2 separate regions of the Mus musculus genome follow, and region 2 is linked to region 1. The links are chromatin contacts, called in public promoter capture Hi-C maps. All regions are on one chromosome and are shown on one strand. The core of a region is the stretch at or near the end of the contact, and the rest is flanking DNA. Distances in the headings are between cores, read along the strand shown.

Evidence for each region. Promoter capture Hi-C pulls out the DNA fragments that hold promoters and counts their contacts.
Region 2: a promoter capture Hi-C map of pre-B cells shows a contact between it and region 1. The contact joins the enhancer-like site here to the promoter of Uba6 in region 1. A contact is called at or near these places in 9 of 39 promoter capture datasets (the C10 cell line, the HPC-7 cell line, cranial neural crest and 6 more), 1 of 15 datasets of contacts at CTCF or cohesin (CD8 T cells), 20 of 484 Hi-C or Micro-C datasets (B cells, CD4 T cells, the CH12 cell line and 15 more), 6 of 115 datasets of contacts at active chromatin or transcription factors (the 230-238 cell line, the HPC-7 cell line, the SCID.adh cell line and 3 more) and 3 of 9 other capture datasets (adipose tissue, liver and pancreatic islet).

The regions. Positions count from the first base shown.
Region 1 is chr5:86,170,180-86,176,605 of GRCm38.p6, forward strand. Uba6 (ubiquitin-like modifier activating enzyme 6) reads right to left here and starts at 2,564. Exons shown (of 33, transcript NM_172712.2): 1 at 2,489-2,564; 2 at 376-438. The coding sequence starts at 2,559.
Region 2 is chr5:86,083,651-86,090,076 of GRCm38.p6, forward strand. It overlaps Stap1 (signal transducing adaptor family member 1), which reads left to right. Exons shown (of 9, transcript NM_019992.4): 4 at 739-795; 5 at 3,000-3,172. Among named protein-coding and RNA genes, the nearest start is that of Gm24524, 7.1 kb to the left of the region's middle. Within about 2 kb of position 3,336, at least 99 of the 459 cell types and tissues checked have an H3K27ac peak or open chromatin away from gene starts, as enhancers often do. A contact at or near this core is called in the 230-238 cell line, B cells, CD8 T cells and 10 more, where this site is marked.

The DNA of each region.
Region 1 (6,426 bases), core at 1,314-3,813:
TCATTAGAGTTCATCCAAATTATAACTGTCATGAATTTCTCTACTATCTATATTGTATTTTCTTGAGAATTCACTAAAATAATTTTCCTCTAAACTTGACTGCATAACCGAAGAAACCCCTACACTATCAAGAATAGTAGTAAAACCTATTTTCTAAACTCAAGACATTTACTTTCTTATTAGAGAGTAAAATTACATGCTAAAACTTTCATACTATATATAACGTGAGAAAATCCCACAAAAATCTCAATTTTAATTTAAAAGAACTTGTAGGATATCCATATGAAATTCTTCACAGGTATAGCCATCAAAAAAGACTATGAGATTCTATACTAACCATTATAAAAGGTGGGTTTTAGTCTCTGAAGTTCTTACCTGTATAATCCATCATCGATTTCCAAAGATTCTGTTGTCATGGTAGGTAAATTTTTACTTGCACTAGGGGGGAAAAAAACCCAAACTATTAAACAGCAAATATGGGTTTTAATTATTCATACTCTATAATGTGAAATTCAATTGTGCATGAAACAAGATTCCCAAGTTACTAAAGGTCTGTACTGGCTGGTTTTGTGTGTCAACTTGACACAGGCTAGAGTTATCACAGAGAAAGGAGCTTCAGTTGGGGAAGTGCCTCCATGAGATCCAGCTATGGGTCATTTTCTCAGTTGGTGATCAAAGGGGGAGGGCCCCTAGTGGGTGGTGCCATCCCTGGGCTGGTAGTCTTGGGTTCTATAAGAGAGCAGGCTGAGCAAGCCAGGGGAAGCAGGCCAGTAAGGAACATCCCTCCATGGCCTCTGCATCAGCTCCTGCTTCCTGACCTGCTTGAATTCCAGTCCTGACTTCCTTTGGTGATCAACAGCAATATGAGAAGCGTAAGCTGAATAAACCGTTTCCTCCCCAACTTGCTTCTTGGTCATGGTTTTGTACAAGAATAGAAACCCTTAGCCGGGCGTGGTGGCGCACGCCTTTAGTCCCAGCACTCGGGAGGCAGAGGCAGGCGGATTTCTGAGTTGGAGGCCAGCCTGGTCTACAAAGTGAGCTCCAGGACAGCCAGGGCTATTCAGAGAAACCCTGTCTCGAAAAACCAAAAAAGAATAGAAACCCTTAGACAAGGTCCTTCCATACAAAATGTATGTTTTCTTAGGTATCATCTTCCTTAGAGTTTTAAAATGTGTTGAAGTTAATTTCACTAACTGTTGCTATGTGCAGTGCTTGCTGTTGAGATTTTTAGAGCAACCAGACACTAACTGCACTGTAAGCACCTCATATAATAAAGTCAGCATATTCACACAACATATACTAAAACTATATATAAACCTGTAGTATCCTATCATTTTGTTTCTATTTTACACACTTTATTGCACTTGCTATTCTATGTTACACACAATGACTTAGGTGGATTAAAGTTCTGACTAAAAATGAGAACGGGGTTATGCTCAGCCGCTTAATGGCTATGGCCAACACTTAAAAAGCTCTGTCTCAATGATTGTTTCGAGAATATGTTCAAAAACAGTCACGCCTGATTGCACATACTTGTAATCTCAGAAATTCAGACGAGGAGGGAGGAAGCCATCTTTGGCAAACTTGGAGCCAGCCTCAGAATCAATATAATAATAATAATAATAATAATAACAACAACAACAACAACAACAACAATAACAAATCATCTGTAAGAGCAACTAAGGGGCAGATATTTGTATTCAATAATATTTCTTAAGTCGATTTTGGCAGCATTGGCCAGGGCAGACAATACTTCCATCCAGTCCTTGAAGTATATGTCTCAATGTGCAATGTAAAGCTAGTAACGTAAGAAATCCATCACTTCTATATTTGGTATGTAATAGTCATATACTGGGTAGGATACAAGCGGGGCTTTCTTAACTGTAAGATGACCAAAAGAGAACTAACGCAAACACTGGAGAGAGTATACCAGGACCCCAACCCCGGAATTTTTGCAGGCTGAGAAAGAAAAACTCCAAGATCCTCAGCGGGAAATAATCCTAGGAACCTTGGGCCCCGCCCCGCGCTCCAACACCCCCGTAGTAAACAGAGAGGATTCTCGGGGTGTCCACACTGCAACGGATTCATCCTGACTTGAGCTCTCAAGAACAGTTTTCCTAAGGAGCACGGCTGGAGGAGGATAGTGCTCCGTGGCGCTGAAGGAAGTGTGCCAAGCAACAGGGGCCACAACCCTCTCCTGAATGACTGGCCGCTCAGAAGTAGTGACCTGAGGGAAGGATGCTGGACCCGACCCGGGAAGAGCCGGTCTCCTCAGAGGAGCGGAGCTGGAGCAGCGAGGGCAGCGCCCACGCCGCCACACCCACCGCCCGCCGGCTCGCTCGCTCGTTCGCCACCTCGCTAGCTCCCTGTGGCTCCGCGCGGCCCCGTGGCCTCCGCGCGCTCCGAGCCGCCGGAACGCGAGAACGGAGCCCGCGTCGGCGTTCCTCCGCTCCTTCCCGCCCAGCCTGCCCCGGGCCAGGCCTCTCACCCGCAGGCTCCCCAGGAGGAGCAGGACGCCTCTTCACAGGAAAGCACAGCCAACGGCTCGGACCGCTCCATCGCCTTCCGACAGACTGACTGCAGCGAGGCGGGGAGGCAGGCGAGGGGGCGGGGCCGCGAGGGTCAAGGGGCGGGCGGCGACGTCACCAGGGGGAGGAGCTGGGGAAAAGTACGCCCAGGACAGGGTTTCCAGTCAGCCCCTGGGACACCTGACTTCCGGTTGGGGCGGGGCAACGGGGCGCGCTTCCTTGCAGGTGAGGGGAGTGCCTACGTGAAGGCTGCTGAGCGCTGAGGGCAAACGCGGAACCAAAACGCGTCACTTCCGGCTGTGAGAGCGTACCGCTCCAGGGGGCTCGACAGCTACCAGATGCTGTTGCCTTGCAAATCCAGAACTGTTACAGTGCCTTGAGGAGATCGCTTTTCTGAACAACAACAACAAAAAGAGGACATTTCCAGGCTGGGATTCCACTTAAAGATTCCATTTAAATTGTTTTGAACATCTATTACTGATCTCTGTAGTCAAGTGACTAAAAAGAGCTGTAAAATTTGGCACTTTCATTTTAAGGGAGGAAAAACAAGGAACTCAAATGATATGATCAAAGACATACAGCCAGTAACTCATATTACCAGTTCTCTGATTGCCGATTTCTCATCTAATTCTTTTTTTTCATTCATTCTCATTTTACCATTTTTAGAAAACAATTGTGTACACACAGTACAATTAAGAATCTTTGTTGTTGTTTTTTTTCGAGACAGGGTTTCTTTGTGCAGCCCTGGCTGTCCTGGAGCTCACTCTGTAGACCAGGCTGGCCTCGAACTCAGAAATCTGCCTGCCTCTGCCTCTTCCTCCCAAGTGCTGGGATTAAGTGTGTGCCACCACGCCCAGCTATTAAGAATCTTTCTAACTGGTGATGTGTTTGACGAAACACTAGCCCAATTTTAAAAATCCGTGTTTGATTATAGACATAGGGCAGCGTTCTGTAAAGTATAACAGGTTTTACTTCAAAATTGTCTTGAAATCACAAAAATGATTTTAGGGTTGGTGGTCACCACAGCACGAGAAGTTGTATGAAAGAGTCACAGCATTATCAGTGAGAACACAGTAGCTTCTCCGGGCAGAGGAACTTTGCTGTATGTTAAAGCATGTTTTTATATTTTTTACTAGCTTTGTGTCTTGACTTTTTCTGTATCTGTTACTGCTATTAGGGAAAATAAATTTTTATTTCCTTAGTCCAAGGAGACCATGGATTTAAGGGAAACTTTTCTAACTTAAAAACTATCTGTCCCTGTTGTATGGCTTGATTGAAAAAAAAAAAAAAAATGTGGCTCCCAACCAGGCAGCATACACTAGCTTGAGGCCCTTGACACATGTACAGCAGAGGACTGCCAGGTCTGGTCTGAGTGAGAGACTTGAGGCCCCAGGGAGTGAGGAGGTCTGGTGGGGAAGGGTGGGGGAGGGGCATCCTCTCGAAGAGGGAAAAGGAGGAGGAGGAGGAGGAGGAATGGGATGAGGAACTGCCAGAGGGCAGACCTGGAGGGGGACTGGACTGTTAAAAAAAAAAAAAAAAAAAAAAAAGATTTAAAAAAAGTAAAATACTAATACTACTAGTATGGCTCAATGCCTGTCATGTCCACTCCTATTCGTTCTCAACCCTGGTGTTAGCTGTCTCTTGTCTTCTTGTCTCTGTCTGTGCTGAGCTGCATCCTAACGCTGCATGTAATCATTCTACTTGCAAACATTTGTTTCTGAATAATTTCAGATTTACAGAAAATTTAGAAAGATAATAGAGAATTTATCTGAATTCTTCAAATAACTTGCCCATTTTGTATTTGGGTGCATTTTTCATGACTTAGAAATTGATATTTGTGTGATACTTAAATCCATACATTTTACTAAGATACCACAGGTTTTTCTGCTAACCATTCCCCTCAGAATCCATTCCAGGATAACAGGAAACATTTACGATGAGCTGATATTACCAAATTTTGTAGGTGAATACTGTGATGTGTATTTTCCTGAAACACATATGCCTGTGCAAATTCTGTAAATCAAAATGTTTACATTATAAATTATATATAACCAACAATCATATTGTTTCTATAATAACAGAACATATCCAAGTCTATTTCTCTTATTTCATACTTCTGAACTATTAAATAATAGCACAGTAAAGATGCTCAATATATAATTTCTTTGACTTACAGAAGACGACTCAGAGATTAAATGGCTCAAATAAATTCATATCATTTTTTTTCATACAACCAGGGCTAGAATTCAGTGTTGTTCCTAGCCTGGTGTTCTGAGAGACTGGACCACCCATTTCACAATTAAAAATTGATTACTAATGTCAAGTCAGCACATTAATACATATGTTCCTGAATTTTGAGCAAGATCTTTTCCCAAGGACGTTCTAAAATTTGAACTGGTTGAAAGCTAACTGTTTAACCCAGAGGTAATTCTTTTGTAAAGGAAAAGTCTTTATTAAAACCTTAATAGTTATGCACTGATTTGAGCTGTGGATCGGAATATGTATGTTGCAGACTGCATGTGCTTACATCACCCAGATTCAGATGTTGAAACCATATTCATGGTGATGGAATTTGAAGATTGCATTGTTCAGAGATGAAAGCTTAGAGATCCCTGTCATCCTTCTGGTCCTATAAGGGCATAGCAAGAGCCAATTTTCCCAGAACCAGAGTGGGCCCTTCCTTATAAGAGATACAAAATCTGTGGGCACTTTGTAGTCTTGAGAAAGGGGGGTTTATGTAAGAGCCTACACAGATTACAGCAATTGAAGATCACAGTGTTTGGAATAGTTTTAAAATGGTTTATAGAATAAAAGAAGAGCAATAGCCATAAGCTTGCAACTTAAATACCAGTTTCAAGGACATTCTAAAAAACAGGTTTTTAGTTTATGTGTGTATTTTGCCTGCATGTATATATGTACACTGCATGTGTTCCTGCTGTATCGGATACCTTGAAAAATGGATTTCTAGCTGGCTGTGAACCTCTCTGTGGGTGCAGATGCTCCGAACTAACCCAGGTCTCCTGGAACAGGAATAAGTGCCCTCAACCACTGAGCCACTTTCCAGCCCGTTCAGGGCATTTTAATTGTTTGATTGTGTACGTGACAGTGTTGGCAGAGAAAAATGTAACAATTATACTGTCACATTTACCTTTTGACTAATAAGGACAAAACCCCTGAAAATCCCTAAATGGGCCTTCAAATTTTCATATCTTTTTTCTGGGTAATATGCTGTCGTTTCATCTGGATCTATCTGTTCTGACTGGGGAAGGGAGGCAATTGAGCAGCCCCCTGAAACAATACCCAGTCCTTATTTAAGAGATTGAGATTTTAGCCACAGTGACTATTCCCCCATAAACTCAACTGTAGTTTAAACTCTTACAGAAAGTGCAGTAGTCACTGGATCAATGGAGGCTTTCTTGCACAGGTATTTGTAGTCCACAGAGCTAAGGTGCTGGAAAAATGAACTCAAGGACCACCAGAGCTACCCTAGGCAGTGCCATTTAGGTCCTTTGTCTCAAAGTGGAAGGATGCATTTTACAGAGTTTAGACGGGAAGATGGTTTTATAGGTGGAATCTCAAGAAAAAGAAGGAAGGAGAGGCCCTGTGTAGGAAGATTGGGTCCCAAACAATGGGCACTGACAAGGACTGGACTCCAGGTTTTCTTAGAACATAGGGAAGAAGCTCTGGAGAGACAACGGGGGAGGGGCAGTCAGTCCAGTCAGTCCCACCTTGTTTCCAGGTGCCTCTTTTGGTTACATCTCCGTTTAGCTCCCTGGCAGTGGAGCTCACTTAACTTGTGTAAAAGGGAAAGAAAGCCAGTGGGAAACACAATTAGGAAAAACGGACTCCACCAGAAGAGAATCAAGTACATTTCTGGCCAAGAACAAGGATTAAGGTT
Region 2 (6,426 bases), core at 2,086-4,585, 86 kb before region 1:
AGTGCTTTATTCACCAAGCAACCCCACTCCCAGATGTTTATATTTTTGCTTGCCTATAAAGGAAAAACGGGACTGAAATATTTCATAATAAATATATTAATTCTAAGCAAAAAAGGAAAGTGTAGTATTTCTCCTTGCAGCTGATTGTATACAGTTCAAAATTTTCAAATGATCTTATTTAACAAAGTTCCTGAACAGAAAGAAGAATATGCGTTTTTTTACCAATCTTGCTAGGTTTTTTTCTCTCTTTGCATGTATGTGTGTGTGATACATGTGCACGTATGCATGGATATTTGGATGTGGATGGGTGTTCAGGAATGTGTAGGTGCAGTTGCATGAGTGTGCTTATGTGTAGATTTTTTTTCTTATTCACCTTCCGTCTTATACATAGAGGCAACACCTTTCGCATGGACCTCATGGCTTCCCAATTTGACCCATGTAGCCAGCCAGCTTGCCCTAGAGATCCTCTGTCTTCACCTCCTAGGTGCATGGATGACAGTTAAGCTGCCACGTGTACCTGGCATTTTATTTGGTTCCAGAGGTTCAAACTGTGGCCTTCACACTCATGTGGCAAATGATTTACCCACAGAACCACCTCTCTGCCTCGAGATCTTGCTAGCCTTTGATGGCGAACCCACTTTGTCAGCAAATAATCCTGTGAAATTCTTGTTATTCAAAGTTAGTACAGATCATCCGTTAATTATGTATTTTCTGCTTTATGTTTGTTTTCATCTCTAGACAGAAAACACAGAAAGTGGAGAAGAATGGAGGGGCTTCATTCTTACAGTAACAGAGGTAAGGGGGCCATCTGCTTCTTTTGCTGAGACAAGGTGTCAATAGCCCATGGTGGTCACAAACTTATGATTCTCCTGTCTCGACCTCCCAGGTGATAAGATTTCCACTGTGAGTCACCACGTCCAGCAGAAGATCATTAATGTCTGCTGATTCATCATCTAGTTGTAAAATAGTTGCTAACACCTACTGCCGCTGTGTACATTAAAGTGGCTGGGATGTAGAAACTAGAAAAGGCAGATAGAAATCCATGCTTTTATTTCTGAAAGTCATAATTTTTTATCTCATTGTATCTGGTGGGTCAAGAATGCAAATGTTAGTCTGGGCAGTGGTGCCACATGCCTTTAATCCCAGCACTTGAGAGGGCAAAGGCAGGCGGATTTCTGAGTTCGAGGCCAGACTGGACTACAGAGTGAGTTCTAGGACAGCCAGAGCTACACAGAGAAACCCTGTCTTGAAAATAATAATAATTAATAATAATAATAATAATAATTTTACTAAACACAGCCCACTTCACCTTGTGATAACTGTTCTGAAATAATATTGGTGAGCAAGGGCTGAGGGAGATCTACTTCGTCTATGATTTTCTGCTTGATACATATTTAGGGCAGAGCATCAACTTGCTGCGTGTGAATACATCATTTGTTAAAATGTTCCACTATTCTGACTATTGCTCCAGGGGAGCATAATGAGGAACTAGACTTGCGTCTGAGAGCAATTTAGTAGGACATGTTCGGGTGACTCAATCAAAACCACACTGCTAGAAAAGGCAGTATCAAGGGAAGCAACTACCCTAACATTCTTAGGCCTTTAGCAGAGGAGCCCAAGGAGCACGAGCTGCCCCGTTGCTTTATTTGACATTCCTCATTCCTGAGTCCCAAGAGCATGGGACTAGACAACACACACACACACACACACACACACACACGAGAGAGAGAGGGGGGGGGTTAGCTAAATTGAAAATTGAAAGTGAAGTTTTCTACTCACATGGATTCTCTTGAATGTTACCTGATGAATGTTCATTCTCCTCTGGTGGCCAAATTATAAACCAGACATGGCTGTCCGCAAATACTGACTAGCTAGCTAAGGTCACAGGTAGAAAACTGTTGTATCATACTTCCCCAGAAAGCACAGGTTGTTCCCAACTAAATTTTGAGATGTGAATGCAATTCACAAGACTTTACATGGATAATGGAATTCAAAACACATTTCTACATGGATAATGGAATTCAAAACACATTTCTAGAGAACAACGAAACTAACATGAAGAGCAATATCAACATGTTTAAATATGAATGGATGGCTAGAAATGGAGTGAACCCCCAGCAGTGTAAACCTGCTCACCTCAAACCCACGTTCTCAGAATAATGTGGGGCTTTTCCAAGTTAACTTGTAGGAAAATAAGGTATCTCCTGGCGATACTAAACTTCTTGGGCATTACAAAGGTATGTGAGTTTAGAATGAGAAATGAGAGATTAGCTGTGTGTTGGTGGCAAATACCTGGTCTACAGAGCAGAACAGCCAGGGCTACACAGAGAGACCCTGTCTTGAAAAACCAAAAAAATTAAAAGGGAGAAAGAGAGAAAGAAAGAAAGAAAGAAAGAAAGAAAGAAAGAAAGGAAGGAAGGAAGGAAGGAAGGAAGGAAGGAAGGAAGAAAGAAAAAAATTGAGAGATTGGTTGCTACTTAGCTCACAGTAAAAAGTATGTTTACTTTTACCTAAGACCAGATCAACTATGATCTCAGCTAGGCATGTTGGTAACACACCTTTAATCCCAGCACCTGGTCAATCTCTGTGAGTTTGATTACTGATCTGATGTACAGAGTGAGTTCTAGGACAGCCAGGACCACATAGAGGGACGGTATGGAAAGAAAACATACAAAACAAAACAAAATAACCTAAATAAACCAACCAACCAACCAGTTAACCAACCAACCAGTCCACCAAACAATCAGCCCACCAACCAGCTCATCAACCAACCAGTTCTGCAAACAACCAAGCAAACCTCTGTGCAGGTTCTAGTTGATATAGGGGCAGTACTGTAATGCCCAAGTTAGACTGGAATCTTCTTATTGTTCTGTCCATTTGTCTTTGAGAATGGATACTAAGTCACTACAACTCCTTGTGGCCAACAAGGTCCTCTATACTAAAGCCAGTATGCTATTTGGTTGCAGCTTTAGTTTGCCTACTGTTTTAACTGGTTTCAGTTGACAGTTCCTCAGCATGTGTCACTTCTACCTGGGCAAGTGATTAGACTGCACGAAGTCTTAGAGAGAGAAAAGAAAAGAAGGATTGAGACAGATCAGCTGCCTCTTATGCCTCCGGAGAAAGAGAAGGAGCCAGTACAAGACTATGCGGATGTACTGAACCCACTGCCTGAGTAAGTGCATAGTTGACTCGTTTATTCATTCAGTTAAGACTAATTGCTAGTTACCAGGTAGCACTACCTACCTGAACGTGTTGCCAGCAGGGATGCTAAATATCTTGGGGACCAATTGTGAGCCCTGCCACACTTCCTCTCTTATGTCATGATCAACGTTGTGTGCATTTGAACTAACTCTTACCACAGAGGAAATCCCCTTCCACCCACACATGTAGACTAAATAGATCTCCTTCCGGAGCTCAAACCTAAATTAAAGTTGCTATGAAGAAGGAAGGAAATGGCATAGATATGTGAGACTCTATAACTGGATGATTTATCATCATGTATACCAAATATTTTTAAATTCTTAGAATATTGTATTCAGTTGGTTGATCAGTGAGCATTGAACTTGCCTTCTGAGGAAAGCTTTGTGTAAAGCATTTTTTAAAAGGTACTAGGACAGTACCTGGATTCTGAAGCATCCTATACGTCTTCTTTCTTGAGGAACATATTATGGGCCTTCTCCTTTGGGGATTTTGATGCTCTTGCCATTAAAACACATCCTGGTTTTTTTCATGACATTATGTTCAGATGCCTAGTCCACTGGAACCTGCTAATCAATGCTGCCAGCTCAAACTAGACAGGGGATCAATTCATAAAATAAAAGTCACATGGACTGTTTCTTTTTCTTTTGTTCCAAGAAGAATATAATATGTCTATTGCAGATAAATAAAGAGAAGATTAAAATTAATTCTTGTCGCTACACTCAAAGATAGTTGCTGATAACACTTTGGATATATTATATACTCTGTCAAAATTTTCTATGATGATTACATTTCACTGAATATAACATGCATTATAAAACAGGGGACAGTGGTGGCACATGCCTTTAATCCCAGCACTTGGAGGCAGAGGCAGGCAGATTTCTTTTTTTTTGGGGGGGGGGCATTTTCAAGACAGGGTTTCTCTGTGTAGCCCTGGCTGTCCTGGAACTCATTCTGTAGACCAGGCTGGCCTCGAACTCAGAAATCTGCCTGCCTCTGCCTCCCGAGTGCTGGGATTAAAGGCGTGCATCACTAGCATCACTATGCCCAGCGGTAGACGGATTTCTGAGTTCGAGACCAGCCTGGTCTACAAAGTGAGTTCCAGGACAGCCAGGGCTACACAGAGAAACCCTGTCTCGAAAAGACAAAAAAAAAAAAAAAGGGAAGTTTTTATTTATTTATTTATTTAGATATTTTATTTATATACATTTCAAATGCTATCCCGAAAGTTCCCTATACCCTCCCTCTGCCCTGCTCCCCACCAACCCACTCCCTCTTCTTGGCCCTGGCATTCCCCTGTACTGGGCATATAAAGTTTGCAATACCAAGGGGCCTCTCTTCCCAAATGATGGCCAATTAGGCCATCTTCCGCTACATATACAGCTAGAATATATGAGCTCTGGGGGTACTGGTTAGTTCATATTGTTGTCCCACCTATAGGGTTGCAGACCCCTTCAGCTCCTTGGGTACTTTCTCTAGCTTCTCCATTGGGGGCCCTGTGTTCCATCCTATAGATGACTATGAGCATCCACTTCTGTATTTGCCAGGCACTGGCATAGCCTCACACAAGACAGCTATAACAGGGTCCTTTCAGCAAAATCTTTCTGGAATATGCAATAGTGTCTGGGTTTGGTGGCTGATTATGGGATGGATCCCCGGGTGGGATATTCTCTGGATAGTCCATCCTTTTGTCTTAGCTCCAAACTTTGTCTCTGTAACTCCTTTCATGGGTATTTTGTTCCCTTTCCTAAGGAGGAATGAAGTATCCACCCATTGGTCTTCCCTCTTCTTGATTTTCTTGTGTTTTGCAAATTGTATCTTGGGTGTTTTATGTTTCTGGGCTAATATCCACTTATCAATGAGTGCATACCTAATGACTTCTTTTGTGATTGGGTTACCTCACTAAGGATGATATCCTCCAGATACATTCATTTGTCCAAGAATTTCATAAATCCATTCTTTATAATAGCTGAGTAATACTAAAACAGGAAGTTTTAATTCTTTAATTTTATGTCTAAAAATACTATGGGTGACATTTTAACACAAGTTATAAATGAAGCATGCCTTTAATCCCAGCACTCGGGAGGCATAGGCAGGAGCAGGTAGGTCTCTGATTTCAAAGCCAGTTTGGTCTGAAGAGTAAGTACAATTGGGGCTATATGGCTATACAAAGAAACTTAATCTCAAAATATCAAATGAAGAAACAAAACCCTACAAACAACAAATTATGCCAAATAGAGTCAGTTCAGACACAGTCTTACTGTCAGGTGTTTAAACAGAGCCCTACTTGGCTGGCGTGGCTTCTAGCTTCAAGCCCAGTTCTGGGAAGATGAGGCAGGTAGATTAAGGCCAGTTTAAGGCCAGCATAGTCTATATGGTGAGTTTCAGACCCATCTCAAAATAAATAAAGAGATATACAAGAAAAACAGAGCCCTAAAGAGAGCCTTAGGACATTTTGGAGTCCTGCAAGGAAACGACCAACAAATCCATCTAAGACTTGTTATGGATTGAAACTGGGGCTATGCTATTATTAGTTGTCATAAGTTTTCTTTTTTTTTGTGTGGGGTATTTTCTTTTTTTTTTTCATTTTTTATTAGGTATTTAGCTCATTTACATTTCCAATGCTATACCAAAAGTCCCCCATACCCACCCACCCCCACTCCCCTACCCACCCACTCTCCCTTTTTGGCCCTGGCGTTCCCCTGTACTGGGGCATATAAAGTTTGCGTGTCCAATGGGCCTCTCTTTCCAGTGATGGCCGACTAGGCCATCATTTGATACATATGCAGCTAGAGTCAAGAGCTCCGGGGTACTGGTTAGTTCATAATGTTGTTCCACCTATAGGGTTGCAGATCCCTTTAGCTCCTTGGGTACTTTCTCTAGCTCCTCCATTGGGAGCCCTGTGATCCATCCATTAGCTGACTGTGAGCATCCACTTCTGTGTTTGCTAGGCCCCTGCCTGGTCTCACAAGAGACAGCTATATCTGGGTCCTTTCAACAAAATCTTGCTAGTGTATGCAGTGGTGTCAGTGTTTGGATGCTGATTATGGGGTGGATCCCTAGATAAGGCAGTCTCTACATGGTCCATCCTTTCATCTCAGCTCCAAACTTTGTCTCTGTAACTCCTTCCATGGGTGTTTTGTTCCCAATTCTAAGGAGGGGCATAGTGTCCACACTTCAGTCTTCATTCTTCTTGAGTTTCATGTGTTTAGCAAATTGTATCTTATA